Linked DNA regions of Mus musculus: region 1 is linked to region 2. A link is a contact called in public Hi-C data. All regions are on one chromosome and are shown on one strand. Each heading gives the region's core, a stretch centred on a gene start, on an enhancer-like site or on the middle of the called end of the contact. The rest is flanking DNA. Distances are from core to core; before and after follow the strand shown.

The links. Hi-C and Micro-C count contacts between places; a contact is called where the count stands out from the background.
Region 1: a Hi-C map of neutrophils shows a contact between it and region 2, with 2.6 times the contacts expected there. The contact joins two enhancer-like sites. A contact is called at or near these places in 1 of 39 promoter capture datasets (liver), 1 of 15 datasets of contacts at CTCF or cohesin (the NIH/3T3 cell line), 3 of 484 Hi-C or Micro-C datasets (the 3T3-L1 cell line, 3T3-L1-derived adipocytes and neutrophils), 1 of 115 datasets of contacts at active chromatin or transcription factors (vascular smooth muscle cells) and 1 of 9 other capture datasets (embryonic stem cells).

The regions. Positions count from the first base shown.
Region 1 is chr16:25,955,862-25,960,205 of GRCm38.p6, forward strand. It overlaps P3h2 (prolyl 3-hydroxylase 2), which reads right to left. Exons shown (of 15, transcript NM_173379.3): 15 at 3,423-4,344. Among named protein-coding and RNA genes, the nearest start is that of P3h2, 150 kb to the right of the region's middle. Within about 2 kb of position 3,015, at least 67 of the 459 cell types and tissues checked have an H3K27ac peak or open chromatin away from gene starts, as enhancers often do. A contact at or near this core is called in neutrophils, where this site is marked.
Region 2 is chr16:25,423,703-25,427,752 of GRCm38.p6, forward strand. No RefSeq gene overlaps it. Among named protein-coding and RNA genes, the nearest start is that of Tprg, 140 kb to the left of the region's middle. Within about 2 kb of position 1,754, at least 114 of the 459 cell types and tissues checked have an H3K27ac peak or open chromatin away from gene starts, as enhancers often do. A contact at or near this core is called in neutrophils, where this site is marked.

The DNA.
Region 1 (4,344 bases), core at 1,765-4,264, 530 kb after region 2:
ATGAGCAGACATAGCTCCCAACCTTTCTCCTGGATGCTCTTTTATTGCCCTATGGAGGAAAGAGAAGCAGACCATCTTCTTCTCCTGGTTTCTGCTTCCTTCAGATACACAGCTACCATGGCCAGAAAAAAAAAAAGGTATGTTTTACAGTAAATGAGCAGCCAATCCTACCCCCCTCCCTAGCCTCGTTTCAGGAACGTGGAGAGGAGCGGGAATGCAACCTTCAGCTATTGCATTATGGCTTCTTAATAAGATTTCTGAAGCCAGAGATGATTCACTAATTCAAGCACTTCACATGGCCTCTGGCATCCATTGTACAGAAGACCAAAATCAAGCATTTCACATGGCCTCTGCCATCCATTGTATAGCAGACCAGGCTCAAGCATTCACATGGCCTCTGCCATCCATTGTACTAAAGAGCAGGATCAATGATCAGATTGTTCCAAGTTTGTCATTGTTGGCTCTCAGAGGTCAGAACAGTAGTGGGCACAGAAAGCATTGTTTTTTCTGCATGGAGGAGGAGGAAGAGGGAGGAGGAGGAGGAGGAGGAGGAGGAGGAGGAGGAGGAGGCAACAGAGACTTTGACAGTCTCACAGGGCCACTGTTCCAGCCCAGCAGTGAGCTCAAAGGTGGTTGACACGACTTGTCTCCATGCATCCGAAGCTATTAACCAGGTAAAAACAAACCAGACCCTGCATCTCCAATTGAAAACATCAAATTGTCCGGGAGCAGAAGATTTGAGGGTGGGCTGCTGGGACCATGTGAGAGGGTAACGTCATTCCACAGGCTTCTTGGCGATAGGTGGAAGAAACCCAGGGTCTTGTAGTTTGGAATTTTTGCCAAATGGCTCCTCTTTCCCTCTAAGAGTTCAGTGTGTGGGACTGGTCTCCTTTTCCCCACTTTCCAGCTACAACAATGTCAGCTTCCTCCGAATACTTAATGCTTTGGCATGAGGAGCTTCTGAGGTGGCCCCATTACTCCTTCCTTGACGTCATTGAGGGAGTTGTTCCCTGTGGCTGTCTTCTGTGAAATAATTCAGCATTTGTACTTCAATTAAAATTCATAGGTATAAATTATTAAATGGAACTGACTCATTCCGTGGCTTCTCTTCAGCTGAGTACATGCCAAAGAAATGTTACTTATTGTGCGAATGATGAGAAGCCAGGAAAACGGAGAAGTCCTTGTCAGCTGAGAGGCAGGCTGTACAGAAAGGTACTTCACATCCCAGGTTGCACTGTCCTAGGTCAGTCCATGGTACGTTTAAGTCAAAGACAATCTCTATCTTTGAGGGGCAGCAAAAAGACACCATCCATGATTCCCTCATGATCTCTATGACTGTCATGGGGGTTGCTGCGCACTAGGTATGTCTCATGAAGGAACTGGAAGCAAGTTGAATTAGGGACTTGGGTCCGATGTATCTCATGGAACAGAAGGAGATGCATGCTGTCTCACAGCTATTAGGTGGAAAAGAAAAAGAGTTTGTGTGATTCTAGAAAAGCAAACCTTTCCTGTTAGCAAATTAGTTAGGCCTGGGCAGATGGTGTAGAGAGCAACAGTTCTCAGATGGTTTTGCTTTTCTCTGGTAAGATCTTGCTTCTTCCTCTGGCTCCATGCTCTTAAGTCAAGGAAGTGTCTACAGGCAGTCATTACAGTGTTCATGGCTCTCTTTGTCTTCCACTGTTAAATGGGCATTGTATCCCATGCTTAGAACATATGTGCATTCTCCAGGAAAGACCATATTTAGTGTTATATCTGTTCGATACAGTATTATGATGATGAAAACCAGCCTTTGAAATATAGAACTTTGAAAAAGGAAAGGACAAATGGTCCTTAAGTGATAAAAAAGTAAGACTTTGTTATTTACTCTGCTGTGAGCTTAGGGTCCATGTGTGTAAACAAGGGAAAAGGTGGCCCTGGTGGAAGGATCTAGACCTGCAGAGGCATGGATGAGAGAGGCAAGTTCCATCTTTGGCCAAAGAGGTAAACGTACAAATTCTCTAGGTAGAGGGAGCCCTGCATCTAGATTTCAGCCTCACAGGCAAGGCATTCTTGCATCCCCTATTCCAACAGCGGTGGCTTCAGTCCTACTCCTGTCTGCTCTAACTCAGTCATCACAGCATCATGTCGGAGCCTCAGTTTTTGCCCAAAGTGAAAGAGGCAACTGGATTGTAATCTCTTTGGCTTTCTTCAGCCCTTATAACTACAAATATTCGAATGGGATTTTCCACTTATTTGCAAACAGGACTATTTAACATATAGACTCTAATTTCTGAGTTTGGCTTTCCTAAGTCATTCGATGGCACTCCCTAAATATTTGAATGAAATTATGCATGGTTTGATGTGGAGCAGATTAAAAAAATGAATGCTTTAGTAGATCTTCGATGTTCCAGGTGTAAAGCAACATGGCCAACCAGCAGAACGGGAACAACCACTCCCTGCTGTCAGCGTGACACACGATGGGATCGCACACAACAGTGGCGGCATCTACTGAGGCGCTTACCCACTTTCTATGGGCTGGATGGCACATTCTGTGCTGAAGCTGCTGCCTCTCCCAGGGCACGAGCGCACCCAGGAAACAAGAACTGTGCAGAGCCAAGGTCTGATTTCTTTGTTGATGTCTTGTAACCAGAAAACAGAAATTAGATCCTTGCCCAGATCTGTCTATCATGGAGTTTTTGTGCCAGCAAGTGCTTTGCAGTGAAGAGCAAACAAATTAACTGCTTCACATATCACGAACTGTCAACCCTAAAGTCGGGGTAAAAGTTTCATAGCCCTGTAGTAGCCCTGTGGTGACGTCACTTGCCACTCTCAGATGTTAGCAGAAAAAAACTTGCTTGTATTTTTTAATATTTCTAATATTAGTCTTGCTATTGGTTTATGTTCAGTTTGAATCTTGAGGAAGGCATAGGGTTTTGGAAACAATTATAATGAATGACACCATTTTCAGAAGAGGAACTGGAGTCCAGAAAGAGGAAGCGAGTTAGTTGCTTTAGGTCACCCGGGAATTGAGAGCTTTGCCCAGTCTTCCACGGCAGAGATACATCCTGAATTCTGGTTTGGCAGTGGTAGGCCAACAGCACACAGCACTGAAGTTGAATTTCTCAGTTCCACCGAGCAAAGTCTTCTTAGCCCTAACCAGATCACAAGTGGCAGAAAGTGAACCTCCCCCTTTACTGGAGCACATTGCAACAGTGGGTGTGGTCTGAGAGCAGAGCCTTTGCAGTGAACCCCGAAGTCTTTGAGTTCTCTGAATTAACACTCCAGCTCGCTAGCCAGTCTTGTTCCCTCCAAAGCAAGTTACCCACTTTCTTGCAGACCACTGTCTGCTGGCAGAGTTGTCATGGTCCATGTGTTCCTGGGTTGTCCCAGATAGTTACAAAAACATCATTGGAAGATAAAATAGGTGTGCATCGGAAGACAAGTTCTGTAACAAGGATCCCTTTATTAAACACTTCAGACACAGCATGCCTGTGTGAGCTGACAGCAGCAGGAAGAGGAGGCTGCCCAACAGAAGCCATTGAGGTGCAGCCTGTGAGAAACAGCTCTGAATTTATACCAGCAGGAGCCCCTCTCCAGCAGCAATAGTGCCTAGGGCAGGGCAATTTAAGGTATTCATTCTTCCATCACCACTGGGGGTGAACCTACACTGCTGGAACCCCTGTTTAGGTGTCCCCTCTTACAGAGCACTGTGGAGGGGAATCAGAACTTCATTTGAAAACACCAGTCCTAACATTCTACCCAAGGGGACCCCGTGCCATAGTCCTTAATCCAGTGGTGGCTTCCTCAAGCCTGAAAGATGCTGTTCTCTGTGATTCTTGGGACTTGGCAGACTGTGTCCTGGGAGCTCCTGTAGACACAAGGCAAACTTGCTGTGAAGAGTCTGAACTCTCAGCCAATGGAACCATGAAAGGTGATGGGGGAAAGGCAGCAAACCATAGAAGCCTGAGACCAATTCACATCCTATCTTTAGACCTCGGGGCACACTCTAGCTGTGGGGTGCTGAGTGCAGGCTGATCATGTTGATATTCTGAATATGCTGCAAAGTAACTGTGTGTGTGTGTGTGTGTGTGTGTGTGTGTGTGTGTGTGTGTGTGTGTGTGCCATGTAGTGTTTGTGTATCTGGGTGGTATGTGTTTCTGTATGTTTATGTTTGTCTTATGTATGTGTGGCGTATTTGGGAGTTTGTGCCATGTGTACATGGCCTGTGTGCACTTCTGTAGTGTAAATTCTGTTGCATGTTTACTGGTGTGACATGAAGAGTGTGGGTGTTGTGACTCAGTGCGGTGTGTGCTTGAGGGTGTGAATGGGCTCTGAATGATGAACTGAAGCAAAACAATGAAGACC
Region 2 (4,050 bases), core at 504-3,003:
ATATAATCTTCGCAAGACCAAGGGCCTCTCCTCCCAATGATGACCAAGAGGCCATCTTCTGATACATATGCAGCTAGAGACACAAGTTCTGGAATAAACATTCTTACAGGAAGGGTTTTGTTGTTGCTGTTTGTTGTTTGTTTGATTGCTTTGTTTTGTTTTACCTGTCTCCCCGAGACTCAAAGTTGAAATGCTTACCTTGATGTTAAGGTTGAAAGTCATAGCTAATTCCATTCTTCAGTGTATCTCTTTTAAGAAACCTTACTTCCTCAGAATCAAAGACTCAGGTACAGTCGGTTATCAGTTTGGTGCACACATTCAAAACCGGAACTTGAACAGCCTTGTTTTGTTCTTTTTGCTTCCATTACTATTTTGTTCCTTCCTCTGTCCCTCTTTGTCACACCTACTTCTTCACCCTGCGATGGCAAACGTTGTTTAAGTCCCTAAGGCAAGGAACTTCTATTGAGACCTTGAGAGGAAATGTTGAAATCCTTAGCTGTCCTGTCAACAGTAGTGGAATGAAAAGTCATTCAATAGTTCTGGCAACACTTCTGAAGAAGGCGTTATTGGCCAATTATTTTAATATTGTTGCCTGAAACCCCCCATATGCCTCCAGGTAGTAGCATTTTCTGGCAGAAGCCTTTGAAATGTCTGGCTTGTTCTCTTGAGTTACTGTTTAAGGCTCCCCTTGATGACTAATTTCTTTGTGTATGTTTGTCCCTCTTGCAAAGCTCAGTCAGCCATCCCTACGACTTTCTATAGGACACAGTGTAGCATCCTCAGTGAAAGCTACTCAGAATGAAGCAAAGGAAGAGAGGTTCCTTAATCCCAAGGTCTAGTATCTTTTTCATATGTTCAAGAGCAAGTATAGAACTTCCATGAAAGCTTTCTCTGAGTTAGCCATAAGAAAGAGCTCTCAGGAATTTGAGAGATGTTTCTACGTAAGCACGAACATCTTTTCAGTGTTAAATATCCAACGACTGAAGGACTACTTCTTGATGTCTGAACCCTCAACTCACTTGATACACGGTTATTAGATAGCATGTCCACTTCAAACAGCATTGGTGTAGTACAATATCTGGAAAATCAATATAAAAATTCTCTAAATAGTTGTTGCTAAACACTCAGATAATTAGATACCTGTTTTGGAAAGAACTTAAGCAGTTATGCAATTTCCTATGAAATTACTTTAACTTTCCTATCGGTTAATTTTCTAATATCCAATCTGGGAGCCGTTTATGCTCATTTCTCAGATGTGGAGCCTCAGTGAAATGATGTCAAACCATCTCACTGACACGGAAAACATTAAGTTCCTGCCTATCTAACAGGACGTCTGCCAGAGACCCATGGGGAGCCATCCAGAGTAACTCAATTCAGTTCCCGACAGGAATTCTGTCTTTGTCACGTGCAGCTACTATTATTTGATGCTTTGTGTTCTCACTGGGCTCTTTGTTCCTGTGCTCAGCTGACAACCGCAGACCCGGGGAGCCGTGTGTGCACCTGAATCTCTCCTTTCGTCATCTGAAATATTCCACTAGTGCCTCCCAAATGGAAGTATACATCTATTTTGAAACTAGACTGGATATAAGAACCTTAAAACTCAAAACACACCCCTGTAAACCTGGTCTTTCTCGTCTGGTCTTTGTTTCATTCTGTTTTCCCTATACAAATTTGTAATGAGACTTCCTTCAGAATCTGCTTGAATTCCCATAGCAGAAATCCTCACAGGCTTCTGATACATCTCACAGGCAGTGTCTCTCTGCCAGCTCTTTCATTTAAAAACATGCTGACTGGTGTAGTATACTTTAACTTTTCATGCCAGACTGTGAGGGCATTTGGAAACTGCAGTAAGGTTGCCACATTTCTTAGTTTATGAGGAAAGGCTGGTAATGGTGGACTTGCCTTACTTCCCTGTGGTTGGTTGAACGTTTTGGTCCCTAGAATTCTGCCCATCCTTTTTTTTCCTGCCCATCCTTTAACAGAAAAGCTAGCTATGTCTTGACTGCTTCCAGATCCTTTGCCTTGAGACTCAGTTTCATTGTCCCTTTGTTGAAACATTACTAAAGGTGCCAATTTACAGAGCCCCGGGGCTAAGGAAGGATAGAAACCTTCCAAACTAATGCTTTCATTTGCAGAACATGAAACACAGGCTTAGAAACTTTTTTTAAAAAGCCAAAAAAGAAAAAAAAAAAGAATAGAGAGAAAGAAAAGATGGTAAGTCCTTGACAATATTGGAATTAGACGATATTTTCCAGTTCCTATTTTTACCCCACTGCTCTCTTCCATATAGCACCTCGGTTCCCAGGGAAAAGGGTTCATTGCGATCTTTGTATCACATAGCTGGGTTAGAGAGTGAGAGTACAATAGGCCATAGTTGTTTAGGGGGGAATTTCCAGAAATTGCCTTTATTTTCTTAAAGGCTAAGGTCACTCATGGAACACTCTGCCTTCCTATCTGATCAAAACGCCCAAACAAAGCTACGGAAGCCAACTGAGCCAGCAGATGTTTTGTAAGGTAGCTTTACCTCTCTCCCTGGCATTTCACAGGGCAGCAGGGAGAGGGCAAAAGTATTAAATTTAGGCTTAAAAGCTCCTTCAAAATTCTTTACACACAAGAGACCATGCTGGAGAAAAGAAGATGACTTATGCCAACGGGAAGAAAAAGAGAGGCTAATGCCTGTGGTTTTCAAAGGTTAAGAACAACAACAAAAAAAACCAACAGCCCAAGTATTTGCACAGGGATGAAATGCTCCCTGGCGTTGGGCCAACAATTATACAAGGGTTTGTGCCCACATCCTGTAGCTGTGGTTTAGGGACGCTGCTCATGAGTGACTTCTTATGTTCAGTGACAGGAAACTTTAGTCACTGATGTGTAAACTCACCTTTGGTCTGCACCTCCCACAATGAGCTCCAAACCCACTTTGGGGCCAAGCCTCCAGATTTCCTTGCTAATGCCATTCCCTGGAATCTAAGGAAGAACTCCATTTGAAAGGTAATGAATGCTGCTGGATCAATAGGTATTCTATCTGGTTTCCACGACCCAGTAAGCCACAAAGGAGAAGTATGACATTGTCCACTAGACCCTTTTAAGTCCCCAACTCCACAGCAAAGGGTAAGCCACATTTCATTTCAGGGATGCAGCTAAGGTGAAATGTGATGCCTTCAGGCACGAGGCCCTTTCCCACCTCTATTCGATGCCTCTTCCACTCTTAAATTCACATCAAAGGTTTCTTATCAAATATTTCAGAAGTCTCCATTATGTGACATTGGATGGAATGTGCAAGCTTGGATTAATTCATTTTAATGCATACACGATGCATCTTCATGTTGTATTATGTGTGTAGAAATGTGATGGATTGAATTTTCCACACGGTCAAGTTGTTGTGTGTCTTGTTCACAATGCTATCTCAGGCAACTCAGAACTTCCTTTCTGTCCCTTTTATACCCTCTTCCCCCTTTGTGGAACATATGGAACTGTTTTGAAAGGGACCTTATGGATTATCTTGTTAGCCTGCTGCTTAGTTTAAGGAAGCAATTAAGTTTCTTAACCAGATAGATTGCTTTTGTACTAATGATCCTGTGCCTATAATTCACCATACCCGTCATTTTCACTTCTGTTTTCTTTTTTCCTTTCCATCTTCTTTTCTTCCTTCCTTTTCTTCCTCCTCCTTTTTTTACTTGATCTTTCTTTTACTTCCTCTTCCTCTTCCTCTTCCTTGTCCTCCCAGTCCTCCTCTTCCACCTCCTCTATCTTCTCCTCTTCCTCCTCCTCCTCCTCCTCCTCCTCCTCCTCCTCCTCCTCCTCCTCCTCCTCCTCCTCCTCCTCCTCCTCCTCCTCCTCCTCTTCTTCTTCTTCTTCTTCTTCTTCTTCTTCTTCTTCTTCTTCTTCTTCTTCTTCTTCTTCTTCTTCTTCTTCTTCTTTTTCTTCTTCTCCATACTTATTACTGAATGGAGGTCTCCAAGTAGGGTCACCACCAAGCACTCTACCACAGAATATTTTTAGCCCATCCTCTTTTCTAAAGCAATTAATTCTACCAGTAATAACCTATAT